Regions from separate parts of the Ovis aries genome. Here region 2 is linked to region 1. A link is a contact called in public Hi-C data. All regions are on one chromosome and are shown on one strand. Each heading gives the region's core, a stretch centred on a gene start, on an enhancer-like site or on the middle of the called end of the contact. The rest is flanking DNA. Distances are from core to core; before and after follow the strand shown.

The links. Hi-C and Micro-C count contacts between places; a contact is called where the count stands out from the background.
Region 2: a Hi-C map of hypothalamus shows a contact between it and region 1, with 6 times the contacts expected there. The contact joins two enhancer-like sites. A contact is called at or near these places in 7 of 16 Hi-C or Micro-C datasets (hypothalamus, liver, mixed tissues and 3 more).

What each region holds. Positions count from the first base shown.
Region 1 is chr2:184,522,394-184,525,841 of ARS-UI_Ramb_v3.0, reverse strand. No RefSeq gene overlaps it. Among named protein-coding and RNA genes, the nearest start is that of STEAP3, 22 kb to the left of the region's middle. Within about 2 kb of position 2,056, at least 3 of the 54 cell types and tissues checked have an H3K27ac peak or open chromatin away from gene starts, as enhancers often do.
Region 2 is chr2:184,639,168-184,642,669 of ARS-UI_Ramb_v3.0, reverse strand. No RefSeq gene overlaps it. Among named protein-coding and RNA genes, the nearest start is that of STEAP3, 94 kb to the right of the region's middle. Within about 2 kb of position 1,864, at least 4 of the 54 cell types and tissues checked have an H3K27ac peak or open chromatin away from gene starts, as enhancers often do.

The DNA of each region.
Region 1 (3,448 bases), core at 807-3,306:
GGGGAGGCGAACATCCCTACCACAGTGTAGAAGACATGGCTCTGATCCCCTCAGATGTGTTTATCTGTGCCTGTGCGCCCATCCCCTGGGGTACAAGGGCATGTCGTCTAAGGCTCTGCACCTGTGACTCTGAAGCCTCAGGCTTTTAAGCCACACTGCCTGCACACATGCGCAGATGGCTGAGTGCAAGACTAGCGCTGCTCCATGAAAGCCTGGCTACCCTACCTCAAGCGGTGTAATTGACATTGAGCTGAGTCTAGAATTTGCCCAAAGCACAGTCTTCTTCCATTTTTCTCTGTTCTGCTCCTCCTGCTCCCTTGCTGGTTTCTCCTGGGAGCACTCTCTTAGCCAGTCTCATGAACTGCCATCTCAGGGCCTGCTTCTGAGGAATGGACCCACGACAACCAGTGGGGACAAAACACAGATATGGACTGCTCCTGGTGCTCCCCTTGGGAATGCAGTGAATGTGTTCTTTCAGAGCAGAGTTTCACTGCAGAAGGGACTCTTGAACCTACCCAGTCTCACTTGGCTCAGTTGGGTAGACCAGATGACCAGCACAGGCCAAGGCAAGGCAACTTCCTAGGGCGCAGGTGAGAACAGCATAATGTTCAACTGCAGACTACAAGCTCAGGCCCCAGTGCAGCTCAGCTGCCCTGGATGAATAACCCTAACCACCTTGGTTTTTAGCCCCTTTGCCCAGTGTGAGCAAAGCCAGAGTCCAGAATAAGAGAAGTGAAATCCCACTTAAACCAGTACAGCCACAGAGCTGGATGGAGTCTCCTAGGTTACCTTGTCTTATATGGCGAAGGGGCTACAAACCAAGGTGTGTGGCCCTGGGGCAGCTTATTGTCTGCAGGCCAGGTGCAGGGACCTGACGTTCCTGAGTGCTCAATCACTCAGGTCGCAACTTCCTCCGTCAGGGGGTCTTCCTGACCCAGAGATCGAACCAATGTCGAACCAATGTCTCTTATGTCTCCTGCACTGGCAGGCAGATTCTTTACCACTAGCGCCACCTGGGAAACCCCTGATGTTCCTAAAGGAATGAAGAAGGCCTGATAGAATGAGTGGAGATTGAGCTTTGAAGGATGAAGGGAGGTCACTAGTGAGAAAGGGCAGGCATTTGAGGCAGAGGGAGCCCCTTCTTACTGCGTGATCTTGCCCAAGTTGTTTGTCCTGTTTAAGCCTGGCTTTCCTTTTGTGTAGCATGAGGGCAGCAACAGTACTTAATTCCTAGGGTGCTGTAATGGTGAACTAAGCAGGTGAAGTGCTTAGGACAGGGCCTGACCCATAGCAAAGGCAGAGATAACATGAGCTATTATTGCCATGTTTATATGAGGAAGAGCCAACGGAACTGAAGATGTTTGGATGGTCTACTCAACAAAGACCTATATGTGCACACCAAGACCCAGACCAAATAGGATCTCCTGCTGTCTTCTTATTTCTTCTCCTTTTATTTCTTCTGCATCACTGGTTCCTCTAAGTTTCCATCCCAGCAGGAGTGATTCCTCTGCCTCCGTGTGGACTGAAGTTGGAGGTCTTTACTAAGGTGGGAAGCCTCAGGATGTAAGATCAGCCTCCCTAGGGACCTCCCCTACAAGGTCTGTTATCTGTTGGGGGAGGCGTTCAGATGCAAGCGTGGGTTCCTGCCATCTCAGAGACGGCACTTCCAGAGTTTCTAAATTTCAATTCCTAGGTCTATGCAAAATAGAATCGGCCATCTCCTCTTTAGGCATCCTTGTGTGTGCCCTGGAGTGGATGCTGTGCTGTGTTACCCAGACCCCCATTCTAGGCAGAGTCACTTGCTTCTCCAGCTGCCTGGAGTAAGTATTGGCTACAATGGCAGGATCACTGCAGTCCATTCTGGCAATTGCCTTCAGCTGGAGCCAGAAGCTCTGCCTAAGGCCCACACTCTTGCTGGGAGTGGCCCATACTCTAGGGCTTGGGAGCAGGGTAAAGGCCAATCTTCTTGCCTCATTTGAGACAGCTCTGAAAGGCCATCAGCTCAGCGTTCCTCATAGAATTAGCTGAGGACTCCGTGACTGCAGCTCAGTATAAGTCTGCCCTCTGTCCAGTCTTGCTTCCGTCATTCCCTCACAGGTGTCGACCTTCTGCATGCAAACCTAAGACACACCCTGTGCATTGTCTCTATGTCTGTTTATTTCCTCCAATAAAACTGGGGCCATGTGTTCTCCATACCAGGGTCCCCAGCATGTAGCACAGAACAATGATGTATTAAGATTAGTGCAGGTGCTATCAGAGTCCAGAGCAGAAAATACCCAGCTAAGATGGGTGGCTTCCAGGCAGAGGTGGTGTCTGAGCCAAGTCCAGTACTAGCCCTTTGTGAGCCAACTCGACTGGCCAGCAAAGCACAGAGGTCTTGGCTCGGATGAGGGGTTCCAGGACTAGTACCCATCCCCAGGCTGCAGGTTCCTGAAGAGGGTGGTGATTACAAGCTCCCAATGGCCTCCAGATGACACCTAAGCCTCAGAATGAAGGCTGAGAATTCACAGGGAGGGGGAAGTGTGAACAACCAGTTCCATCAGTGCAGAGTACGGCAAGAGGGATGGAAGCCAAGCTGACCCTGGACTCTCCAGCCCATGCTGGCAGGAAGAGGGGGGCCCAGGTATCTCCAACCCCACTGGTTGCAAAGACAGTGTGGGAAGGAAAGGTGAAGCGTTGCAAACACACATCTAGAGCTGGGGAGAAGTTTGTGGAGAGCTGTTCAAAAAGGGTGGACAGACATGGGGTAGAAATAAGAGTTGGACCTTGAAGCCAACTAGTAAAAGTGGGAGGGGAAGAGAAGAAGGCTAAAGATCTGACCTGGGGTGGAGGAAGGGATGGTGCCCTGATGGTCAAGAGGGGAGGGTCGAGGGGAAGAGACACCGAGGAGAGGCAAAGAGATCTCAGCAGTCAGAGGGGTCAGTTGTTACTTGGATATCAGGGAGGCTGAGGCCAAGGGAAGCCACGGGCTGGTTTGGGGAGACCCCTGGTGGCTTATGAGAGGCTGGTCAGGGCACTGATTGAGAGCACAGGTTTTAGAATCAGAGCTGGCTCCAGGCTGTAGTTTCTTTACTTCCTGCCTATGTGACCTTGAGCAAATCACTTAACCTCTCTGGTTTCTATGTCTCAGTTCAGTTTAGTTCAGTCGCTCAGTCGTGTCCGACTCTTTGCGACCCCATGAATCGCAGCACGCCAGGCCTCCCTGTCCATCACCAACTCCTGGATTTCACTCAGACTCATGTCCATAGAGTCAGTGATGCTCATCCTCTGTTGTCCCCTTCTCCTCCTGCCCCCAATCTCTCCCAGCATCAGAGTCTTTTCCAATGAGTCAACTCTTCGCATGAGGTGGCCAAAGTACTGGAGTTTCAGCTTTAGCATCATTCCTTCCAAAAGAAATCCCAGGGCTGATCTCCTTCAGAATGGACTGGTTGGACAGAGCTGTAAAATG
Region 2 (3,502 bases), core at 615-3,114, 120 kb before region 1:
CAGTAAGAATTCCTGGGCGTGACAAGGGTGTTTCAACTTACGAACTCCTCTGAAGGTAATCTAGCCCGCCTGTATAGGTTCGTCTGGCCACATATGATTGTTTACAGCCTCCCAACCTGAGAGGCACGAGATGCTTTAGACTTACTAAAGGCAAATTCTTTTGGGAAGTTAGAAATTATTAGTATAGTGGGTTGGTTAGGAATTATATTGGTGAAGGGTTTTTCATTTGTTGTGCCAATAACTGCTGCTAATTCCCTGCCCTGGGTGTGACAAGGGTGTCTCAGGTCAAACCTCTCTGCTGGCAAACTAGCTTGTGTGACAGGATTATTCATACTCCTGCCACTACACACATGAATGTTTACTACCTCTCAACCATAAACAGCACAGAGAGTTCTGGAGTATTTTGAAAGTCTTAATTAGCATAGGGCTTTTCTCATTGTTGAGTCAATGATTGCCGCCAGGCCTCCATATCCTTAGGCACCTGGGACTATATTAATCAATGTATTTGGAATATAGAAAAGGAAATATAGTAGTTTTTAAGGTTAGCAATACTAGACTTTTTGAGTTAATGAATTTTCTCTTTTGTAATAGATCACTGTATTTTGTTATAAATCACTGTGTCCTTGCTATGTAAAAATGTAACTTTATCACTATCTTAAGACTTAACAGATCTTAAGGGGAACATTGGTAAAAGGATTTTCATTTGTTGGACTGAAGTTTGCTGCTAAATCTCCACATTCCCTGCCCGTATAATGAACATAACTAACATATAGGAGAAATAAGTATTAACCTTTAAGATTAATCATGTTAACCTTGGGTTAAATATATTCCTTTCTTGATTGTAACTCACTGCACCCTCACCCTATAGGAATGCAACCCTTATTTGGAGGGTGGTGCCTGGTTTAAGAAAAACACCCTTGGAAAAAATAAGTTTTTTGGTTATCAGAAAGAAAGGGTCGTAAAATGTCAGCAGGCCTCACGGCCAGAAGATGATGTAAAACCCCTAAGATCTTTTTTTATGTAAAGCACCTGATTTTGATAAAGGTCAGGACTGCTGACCCCCACATGACTCTGTATTCATCCCTATGTGTAACAAAAGGTATATAAGCAAACTTAAAGAAATCGGGATCAGTTTCCAGAAAGACTGATTCCCCCATGTCGCTTCTTTCTTGCGCCCCGTTTTTCTGGCTGAATTCCCATCTGGAGCGTGGGTGCTCACCATGTCTACTTACTTGCCCCGGCTTTCAAGCCCACGCGAGAAGGAGCCAAAGGAGTGGCACCTTCTGATATTCAAGTGGTGCCGGTGGCCCAACATAGATGGTGCAAATTCCTTGTCTTGGAATTTTATTGGTATCCCACGTAAACCAAGTTATTCAGCCTCTTTTTCTCTCTTGCTGTTTTCTGACCGAATTCCCATCTGGTGCATGGGTATTCACCAAGCCTGCTAATTTTGCCTGGGCTTCTAAGATTGGACAGGGGTGGGTGAGGGGGCCTCAGTGCCTCCTCTCCTTTGGGAGAACGGGAAGATGCCTGCGGCCTACGTAGGTAGTGATTGATATTCCATGTAAACCAAGTTATTCAGCCTCTTTTTCTCTGCTAACTTTCTAATCCCTCTCTATCTGTAATTAAATAAGTTATTTCCAAGGACGCCGACTCCGTCCCCACCTTGGAATCACCCTGGATCCACCGGGGCTGGACCCCAGCATCCCATTACATGGGGGGATAATAACTCTGACTGCACAGGATTGCTCTGAGCTTTAGCAAAATGGCCTACTCAGTGCCTGGCATACAGATACTCTATTTTGGGAGGAACTATCGTGTTGGCTGTTTCCACAAAGAAGACCATTCATCCTATTTAGGGACAATCTAAACAGAGAATGGGGTTGTCCCACATCAAACACTGGGCAGTAGAGCCAAGCCTTTACAAGTATATCCTGCTGCTTGCCAATTTTCTTTTGACCTGTTGGCTCCAATGACACAGCCCAGTAGTGTTCTTGGGACCTGGTGAAGAATTCATTTTTCTTTTTCCAAGAAATCTTCCCATCTTATTCCCTTTCCTGCAGAGCCTTGTGGCAGAGAATGTGGCTAACCATTAACAATGTTAAATGTTTCTTGTACCTGTCCCTTTTCTTCTGGTTGGTGTTATTCCCAGTTAGGATTGAGTTAATTGACAACAGCAGAACAATTTAAATGCCCCCTTTAAAAGAATAAGGATTATTCTTTTTCTATATTCTGGATATAACTTGCTTAAAATGTGGATAAGGGCGGGAGTTGGTAGAATGAATGGATTCCAGAGAGGTGGATACAGAGATTGTTCAAACAAATTTCATTTATGGGAAGAACAATTTTGAAAAGCAGGTTTTGCCATTTGAATTTTCTAGATACCTGCGTGGGATTCTTTATTGGTGCTGATTAATTTCTGGCCATTAATGTGACGATCTTACAGAGCAGCTCTTCCTCTAATGTAACATCATTCTTGCTGTTTTAGCCTATATCCACTGCAGACCAGAAGTCCAGGCAGCAGGTCAGGTGGAAGGAAATCCTCTGTGGACTCAGCTCAGTCTGCCTGCTGTCTGCCACCAGGTGTCAGCAGAGCCCACTGGGCCTCAGAGTTGCCAGAGCAGAGAGGGCTGAGCCCTTTGTCAAAGACTGCGCTTAATGGATGGGCTTCCCAGGAGGTGCTAGAGGTAAAGAACCCACCTGCCAGTGCAGGAGGTGGAAAAGGCGTGGGTTCGATCCCTGGATTGGAAAGATCCCCTGGAGGAGGGCATAACAACTCACTCCTGTATTCTTGCCTGGAGAATCCCATGGACAGAGGAGCCTGGCACGCTACAGTCCATAGAGTCACAAAGAATCGGATATGACTGAAGTGGCTTAGCAGCAGCAGCAGAAGGTAGGTTTATACACCTGTCAAGTCAGCTTTGCAGTACTTCAGCAGAAAGTCAAAGCCTTCAACCAGTAAATGATTTGTTGTACTCCTGTTCAAAATGATCATGTGATTTCTACTGCCTAAAATTTTAATTTGTTTCAGGAATCAGCACCTAAGGATTACAAAACCAACGGCTACTTTTAATCAGTTGCACCTCTGTAATCTTCCTTATTTCTACAATGTATACCAGTAAGGTGTTCATGCTTCAGAAAATGCTTCTACTTATTTGTTGAGGATGATGTTTGAAGGTAAGGATTGAGAGGTGGCAAGGAAGTTTTAATAGATCCTTTTCCAAAAGCTTCCGAGTATACTGCATTATGTGCAACTTCCTTTGTTCGGCTGAGGTTAGATGCTTAAGCCAGTTCCTTCCAAACCAGTGATGTTTGTGAAAACATTCTACTTGGTGGAAGACCTTGGGAGCTCTCTTTTTTTGAGCTTTAAAGCAGTGCTCACAGCTCCAGGAGCACAGAGTGACTCGCACCTCAAGGACATAAAAATTACTTTACACAAGGTGATGTCTCTCTTCCGTTTTAAAGGCTGAATGTACTCACACATGATTAGGCATTGCCTTTA